3 separate regions of the Sus scrofa genome follow, and all the other regions are linked to region 2. A link is a contact called in public targeted proximity ligation data. All regions are on one chromosome and are shown on one strand. The core of a region is the stretch at or near the end of the contact, and the rest is flanking DNA. Distances in the headings are between cores, read along the strand shown.

Region 1 (2,700 bases), core at 22-2,521, 160 kb after region 2:
AAAGAGTAATGAAAAGATTTGCAGAGGAAGAAATAAAATAAATTACTAAATCCGTCCACTTTTAGCTCAGGCGTGACCCAGAATCCTCACAAATCCACTTTCCCCAAAACGAAAAAAAAGTGTAATACTGTTCCCTCAAGTATCAAGGTTGTTTTTAGAAAGCTTAACTAAGAAACAGTAAATGCCAAGTGTGTTTCACAGGGGGGGAATGGGAACGTGAAATCCTACACCTCCTTAAAGCGGTCAAAACGACTGAACACCAGAGTCCAACTGGGAATGCGCGCGGGGGTGGGGAGAGCTCAGCTATCACTTTTAGGTTTGGCTCGGAGCCGCAGGACAGTTTACATAGAGTCTGTTTGGAGCGTAAAGTCCCCGAGGGTGGTCAACGCATCACTGGCGACACCTAAGCCCTCCCGAGACTGTAGGGGAGCGGCGGTCAACACAAACTTAGGTCCTTCGGCGGAGCGAGGACAGCGCTGGAGAAGAGCTAAAGCGCCAACTTTTGCTCTAAACGCTGCAGCACCGGGAGGTTCGACAAGTCTTCTCCCGAGTCCCACTCCAGAAGCCACCCTAACACCAACCTTAGCCACTACTGTCTGCCCCCGGTCCGACCCCCCGAGGAAAACCCAGCAAGGGCGGCGGCTGGCAGCATGCAAAGGGGAGGCTTGGCCGTGGGAGGACACGGGCGCAGAATCCGACGGCCGAGGTCCACCCAGCATCCCTGAGTCTCCGGGGGACCCCTACCAGGCGCTATCCCACCTCCAACAGCCCCCGCGGCGCGGCCCCCTCCCCCACCTCTGGGCGGCGACCTCAGCGCCTCCGCCCCGGGGCCCCTGCTCACCCAGGTAGCGGCTCCGCAGCCGGGAGGGGTCCTCCAGCCCGAGAGACCTTTTCCTCACGTCCCACAACAGGTGTGGGCAGGAACCACCCCGAGACATGGCTCTGCCGGGCCGGGGGAGGAGGGGAGACCACCGCGTGGGGGAGGGGAGGAAGGGGAGGGGACACGCGGCTCAACACCCCAGCCGCACCGGCACCATCCGCGCGCCGAGCCTCGCGGGCGCAGCGAGTTAGATGGCGGCGGCAGGATCGACCCGCGCGCCTTCGCCCCCGAAGCCTGGCCGCACCCGGGCCAGAGCTCGCCTCATACTCTCCCTCTCAGACTACCCAGAACATCCAGAGATCAGCAACAGTCCCCTCCCTCGGCCCCCCTCCAACAGGAGGAGACCGAGGAGGCGGAAGCGGCCTCGACTCCTCCCTCTCCTCGTTCTCTACACCCTCCCTTCCAAGCCTTCTCGCGAGATAACGACCACCTTGGGGACTGAGGCAGGTGTGCGCCAACGCTGCCCTTACCCTAGAAAAATGGGTTCAGACCACTCTAGCCAAATCCTTTATGCTTTTTGGATAAATGAGGACTAGAGGGAGAAGGAGTTGAAATCAGAAGTTTTTCGCTCACGAGTCTCATTCCAAAGGAAGCAAGAGAATTGTGCGGCGTCATCTTTAGTCGGGGCACGGGAAGGCCCGAAAAGCCCATTTTAACTAGGGGCCTCCTTAACCAAAGTGAAAGGGGATCAGAAGCGGTGCAGCTTCACTTTCCCTTCTCCAACATGGCCTCCAGGGCAGCAAGGAGAAATTGGAGGTTTGCTCTGGACCCCGCCCGCGCCTCGGGGCTGGCCAATCACCGCGGACAGTTCTAGTTGCGCAAGCGCACTACAGGTAGGACGCGAGGTTGATTCGGTGAGGCAATCCTTTTGCCACCTGTTTCCATGACCCCTCCTCCTCTTAGGCGGTGGGAGGCCAGTAGGCGGGCTGGGGGCGGGCCATCGCAGTGTCTCCGCCCCGTCCACCTTCTCTGGGTGCGGGCCCGCGGGTAGTTGGAAAGAGGTCAGGCAGAGCTACGGGAAGGGCACCCGGAGGAAGAGGAGGGCGAGAGGCGTTGAGGCAGGGGAGAGTGACGAGGTGCCCTTCATTGTCAGCCAGGGACGAGCACGCGGCCACTCTCCCCTCACTCCGACTGCCCACGATCACTCGTCCGCAGAAATGTCAGCCGCCGGCGCCCGGGGCCTGCGAGCCACCTACCACCGGGTTCTCGATAAAGTGGAGCTCCTACTGCCTGAAAAATTGAGGCCGTTGTACAACCACCCAGCAGGTAATGAACCCAGAGTGGCTCTCACCGAGTCCTTCCCTCCCCGTCCCTCTAAGAGACGTTTAGAGGCCCGCTGACAACTCTGCCGCTGGAGGCGTCACCCACAGCCCCATCCCCTTCCCTTTAAGTGAAACCGTGTACTCTTTCTTGCATTTCACGTTTTCTTTTCCAGCATCTTTCATCAACTCCTAGTTTTCAAGCAAGCGCCCTTTGCGACCTTGGTTGCACCTCATCCCTTAGGCACCATTCACACCCGGACCAGGCCTCTGGGTTTCATCCTTCTCCGTTTCTGCGGCCAGGAAAGGGTCTTGGGCCATTAGGAAACCTCATTTCCTCTTTTCCTCCAAGAGTAGTGGTATATTGACCCACGCGGAGAAGAGCTGTCGTACCGCACCGGCGGATTTAGAGTAAAGGTCGTACTTCCTCAAACTCCAGCTGACAGGCCTGCAGATGTGTTACCCGGGTTTCTGAGTCAGTGTCATTCCTTGTCCCATAGGCCTAGTTTTTTTAAAGTTAACCTTATTTATTAAATTACTACTAAACCAGCTCTCCCTAGA
Region 2 (2,700 bases), core at 123-2,622:
GACTGAACGGTCAATAGCTTTTAGATGAAATCTAGACATTGGAGTTGGGAAGGCCAGAAGCCAGAGGTCTCGGAACTAGCTTGTGCTAATGTGGTATGTGAATGTCCATGATGCTGTGGGATTGCTCGAAGTCTAACTCCTATACATGGGGAATGAGGGACCACTAATCATGAGAGACGATGACCAGAGGTGGAGGTAAAGTGCTTTAGAAGGAGAAATGAAAACAAAGCTCCTCTATGTGATTCGGTCACACAGAAGTCAAAACAGAAAAGGTTATTAAATCTAGAAAAGAATAGAGAAAGACAATCTTTTTACAAGGAAAGATTTAGAAAATGTGGTTCAAGGTAGCAAAGCATTTAAACAAAAAGACAAATTCAGGATATCTTAAAACAACCAAATTCTTTAATTAGAAAGCAACAAACATGCAAATGGCAAGTGTAGAAATTTATTTGAACCAACATTTTCACTATAATGAAAATTACTCTTCAACATTGATCCAAGCTCCCACATCTGAAGGTTAGGGAAAATATTGCACTTTGCATTTTCTAGCACTCCTCATACACGGCAAAAAGTTTTTAAAACATTTTGCTAGTTTTGTATTACACACGCTCCCAAATTCATGCACACAATCATTTCAAATCAATGTTAGGTTATCCCCCCAAAAGGGAAAAACTCCAAAAAAACCCATAACCTTTAAAATTGCACTAAAGCTCTGTAAAGGAAAAAATATAATAAATGTCTTATACAAATTTCAGAACATCTAAGTGCTTGCCAATAAGAGTTGATTATTCCTCATCCTCATTTTCATTCTCCTGACCAGAGCCTTCCGATCTGTCACCCTCCAGTCGGTCTGGAAAACACAGATATGAGACAGAAAGAAACACCTTTAATATTACAATTAAATAATTTTCAGTGCCTTTTACTTAAAATTAACTAGAATTTATGTAATTCCACACAGCATCATGTAAAAGTCAATTCACAGCTGTGTGTAGGTAAGTTATTTTTTTTTTTTTGGCCTCTAGAGACAAAAGACTAAAGGAAACACAGCATTATTAACTTTGAGTATTCATAACTTAAAAGATATGAAAATTATTTAAAAAAAAAAGCCAAACCCTAAAGATCTACAGCAGTGGTTTTCACACTGTTCCTTGGCACCTAGGAGCCCAAGGAGGTGTATCAGTTGTCACCAAGGGGAGTTTGAGGGAAGCTGTGTGAGAGAACCTGGGGACCATTCATGAGGGTCTGTGTATTTCTGTTTATAAAAATATTTCTTAAACATCTGCTGTGTTCCAGGAGACAATGGTGACCAAAATAGTCACAGTCTCTGACCTCAAGGAGCTTATCTAGACTGAACACTCAAGTGCGCGTATAATTACAACCTGGCAGGCGGGCACAGCATGTCCTCTCGAGTTTCCTGATTTACACTTGCTGTTCCTCTGCTTGGGACACTTTCACCCAGTTCTTCGGCTATAAAGGTTCTGCTTACTCATCGCCATACAACCGTTATCCCCCTCTGTGAAACTCTTCCTAGAATTTTTACAGCACCCAACTGGCAGAATTATAAACTAACTCCTTCATTCACATTCCAGAATATTTTACCTGTACAAAGATGATTCTAATTGCTATAATGGTTAGACTGCAAATCTTCTTGCAGCCTAGTCTGAGCTCTTGGGAGAGGAGTTTTTTTGGGTTTTTTTTTTCTTCTTTTATGGTTGCACCCACAGCAATGTAAATTCCCAGGCCAGGAACTGAATCCCAACCACAGCTACAGCAACACCAGATCTTTTGACCCATTGCACCACAGTGGGAACGCCTAGGAGTTATCTCTTTTTATCTTTATTGCCTCAGAACCTATTACAAGATGGTCAGTGAAAGTTTACCAATAGGGAGTTGCTGTTGCGGCTCAGCGGAAATAAATCTGACTAGTGCCCATGAAGATGTAGGTTAGATCCCTGATCTCACTCAGTGGGTTGGGGATCTGGCGTTGCTGTAAGCTGTGGTATAGGCCAGCAGCTATAGCTTTGATTCCCCTGGGAACTTCCGTGTGCCGTGGGTACTACACTCAAAAGCAAAATAAATAAGCAAACAGTTACCAGATAAATGAATATAAGTTTTACTAAGAAAATATACATTACATTAGCTTATGTAAAAAAGGCAACAGTATCAAATCTCTACCACCACTAAGATGGAAACCTTTCTGCTACAGAAACATTCCTCCAAGGTAACCTGGGGGAAAAAAGATTAGACCTAGGGGATGTTCAATCCCACTATCAATACCAAGAGAAGACTGAATCCTGAGATTTTATTTATTATCTACAGAAGCTTAAACACTTGCACTGATTCTAGGTCAGTGACACCTTTGTACAGAATGGACTGGATGTTTAATTATCCATGTGAATTAACAGATAAATCCTCGCTATGCTGATTCCATTTTGATGTCAAACTAATGAGCTATGTATGTGCGTATGACCTGTAACCTGAATTACATAAATTGTAGTTATTATTTTGGGTCTCACCTGCAGCATGTGGAAATTCCCAGGCCAGGAACCGAACCTGTGCCACAGCAGCGACCTGAGCTGCTGCAGTGACAATGCCAGATCCTTAACCTGATGTGCCACAAGGTAACTTCAAATTTTAACTGTTATTATATAAAAAGTATTCAATACATATTTGTAAGACAAATGAACACAAAAGATTATA
Region 3 (2,700 bases), core at 133-2,632, 170 kb after region 2:
ACTAAGTAGTTTAAAATGTTAGAGCTGGAATTAGCTGTCCCTCAATTTTATGGCCTTAGTTAGGCAAATTCAATCTCTGCCCTTTTGTCTCATCTATAAAATGACAAGATTAAATTAGTGGATGGGAGCTGTATTTTAGAGAGAACTAGAGAGCAGTTCTCTTTTTAGATTTATATGTTGAGAAAAGGTGCCAGCAGTTTAAAATCAATATATCATCTTTAATGATTGTGCTCACACTCTCAGCATTTAAAAATAGTGTGCTATTTTAAGGGGAAAAAAAAGTATTCTTAAAGGTATATTCCTATTTTCTTCTTCTCTCCCTACCACACTTAAAATTATATATCTATAAAGTGGAATTAATTGCAGAAATATTGTTTTTAGGACCATTATTTGAAAAGTAAGAATGATTTAATGTATTTACAGTATATTTGGTGGTCAGGAGACTACTATTTAGAAGCACTGAATTTACCAATAGCTTTGGTGTTTTCTTTGATCTGGTCTATCAGCGTTTTAAAACACTGACAGTATTATATACCCATAAGTGCTTTCTTGACTGTCTCCTTTAAAAAACATCTATTTTAAGTTCATGTTGACATCATACATAATATCCTGATGACAGCACAGCAATAGAAACTTCTGTGTCTTGCTCTCTGGTGGGGAGACTTGTTGATATTTACCTTATGCTTTCCTTTCCCAGAGCATTTGATAGTAATTAATCTATAGTAGCCTATACATGATACATGACAGTTGCTGCTACAAGCCACACAAGTTCTACATTAAACTTTATTAGACTATACTTCTTTAGACATTTGACTGTGGTCAAATCCTTCTTAGCCACTTTAGTTAAAACCAAATAATTCATCATAAAGGTCCAAGTAAATAATCCTAAAAATCAATACTACATACCCTTAAATATTTTAACTTAAAGGATATAAATTATATTCATTTGTCAATCATTTACTATAGGGCCAAAGATTTTATGTATAGATACACAGATTTTGAGTTCTACATCTTCTATCTTGGATGAATTATACCATAGTACATCTTACATAATTTCAGTTTAGTTTTCATTAAAGCGGAGCAAGTTCATAGACCCTTCATAATAGTTACGTCTTGTTCACCCCAAATTTGACAGCAAGTTTTAAAAACTTGCCTTTATTTAGTCTTTCCAAAACTTTAGTTTTCATAGAAATAACAACCCTCATTTTGTATTTTACCTGTTTACATAGTAGTTCATTAAATTAGGTAGATCTCAGTAACAAGTAAAACTGGTATAAACATGTTTGAGGACAAACACAGTGACCTGACAAAAACTAGTGAGAGCAAAAATGCATGAGTGCAGTACGGAATAAATAGCCTGCTAGCCTTGGGTATTCAGCCCCTGGCATCTGTTAGCTTGTTTACAGAAGGAACGGAGCTCATTGGCTACCTGGGGAAGCTTTTATGTGAAGGTCAGTTAACAGCTTTTCTTTTTGTTCATAGTCTTTTTACACAGACTGGGTCATGTTTAACTCTGGAACAATATTCCATTTGGTATAGCTAATTTTTCTGTTTTCTCCTCTCCTTAGGGATAAGTCAGACTATTTCAAGATTATCTGTGCAGATTTTTAATATCTATCTACTTGTTTTTCCAGCTGGAAGTACTTTTATACACTAATTCACAGTTTAAAATCTTGAGGGCTTTGCTATCTCTAAGCATTTTGGAATTGGAATGTTCCATAGTGGTGTTTCATTTTTATAACATTCCTCTACAAGTGTCATATGACTTTTTTTTTTCCTAAAGGAGAAAATATTGGAAGGAAGGAAGGAAAAAATGTTTTATACTATCTGATGAGTATTTACTCCACCCAGTGGAGATAACCAGATGCCAAAAAGAATCACACACATTTGAAAACCATTTTTTAACCGATGGAAACAGAGTGAACTAACTTGAATCTACTAGATGTCAAACAGTCTGTATCGGGTTAAAACATTATCTCATAGTTAATTTTTACCAGGAAAAAAAAAAAAAAGGGAGATGTAAAGGATACTGACGCTCAAAGAACTAGAACTGTTGTGACAGTCAGGATTTGAACCTTCAGATCTAATTTGACTTCAAAGCTGAGGCTCTTAGATAAGCAATGAGGTCCTACTGTATAGCACAGGGAACTATATCTAGTCACTTGTGATGGAACATGATCAAAGATGATGTGAGAAAAAGAATTATGTATATGTATAACTGGGTCACTTTGCTGTACAGCAGAAATTATCAGAACATTGTAAATCAACTCTAATAAAAAGAATTTTAAGCTGAGTTTCTTAAAGACATACATGACCCTCTTTAAAATATTCACCGTGAATCTTTCTATAATAGGTGCTTTCTTCCTATTTTAGGGAGTATTTTACATAATCCTGTGGTATACTTCAAGCATTCTGACTCCACAGTCCTATTTTCTGAATAAAGTTCATAATAGAGAAGAAAAGAAACATAGACTTTCTGTCCCTGAGGCTAGTAATGGCAGGAAACGGTACAGAGACCAATATCCCTTTATCTCTGCTTCTCTAAAGATATAAGCTACCGGAGTTCCCCCGTCGTGGCGCAGTGGTTAACGAATCCGACTAGGAACCATAAGGTTGCGGGTTCGGTCCCTGCCCTTGCTCAGTGGGTTAACGATCCGGCGTTGCCGTGAGCTGTGGTGTAGGTTGCAGACGCGGCTCGGA

Evidence for each region.
Region 1: a targeted proximity ligation map of skeletal muscle shows a contact between it and region 2. A contact is called at or near these places in 6 of 47 Hi-C or Micro-C datasets (embryonic fibroblasts, epiblast stem cells, fetal heart ventricle and 3 more) and 2 of 2 datasets of targeted methods (alveolar macrophages and skeletal muscle).
Region 3: a targeted proximity ligation map of skeletal muscle shows a contact between it and region 2. A contact is called at or near these places in 6 of 47 Hi-C or Micro-C datasets (embryonic fibroblasts, fetal skeletal muscle, skeletal muscle and 1 more) and 2 of 2 datasets of targeted methods (alveolar macrophages and skeletal muscle).

The regions. Positions count from the first base shown.
Region 1 is chr4:83,068,447-83,071,146 of Sscrofa11.1, forward strand. DCAF6 (DDB1- and CUL4-associated factor 6) reads right to left here and starts at 1,272. Exons shown (of 19, transcript XM_021089469.1): 1 at 842-1,272. The coding sequence starts at 938. MPC2 (mitochondrial pyruvate carrier 2) reads left to right here and starts at 1,468. Exons shown (of 6, transcript XM_003355070.4): 1 at 1,468-1,713; 2 at 2,036-2,146. The coding sequence starts at 2,038. It overlaps MIR9810 (microRNA 9810), which reads left to right and starts at 1,917; the gene lies at 1,917-2,011.
Region 2 is chr4:82,911,194-82,913,893 of Sscrofa11.1, forward strand. DCAF6 (DDB1- and CUL4-associated factor 6) reads right to left here. Exons shown (of 19, transcript XM_021089469.1): 19 at 383-850. The coding sequence ends at 786. Among named protein-coding and RNA genes, the nearest start is that of GPR161, 68 kb to the left of the region's middle.
Region 3 is chr4:83,084,694-83,087,393 of Sscrofa11.1, forward strand. The region is part of intron 3 of MPC2 (mitochondrial pyruvate carrier 2); the gene reads left to right. Among named protein-coding and RNA genes, the nearest start is that of MIR9810, 16 kb to the left of the region's middle.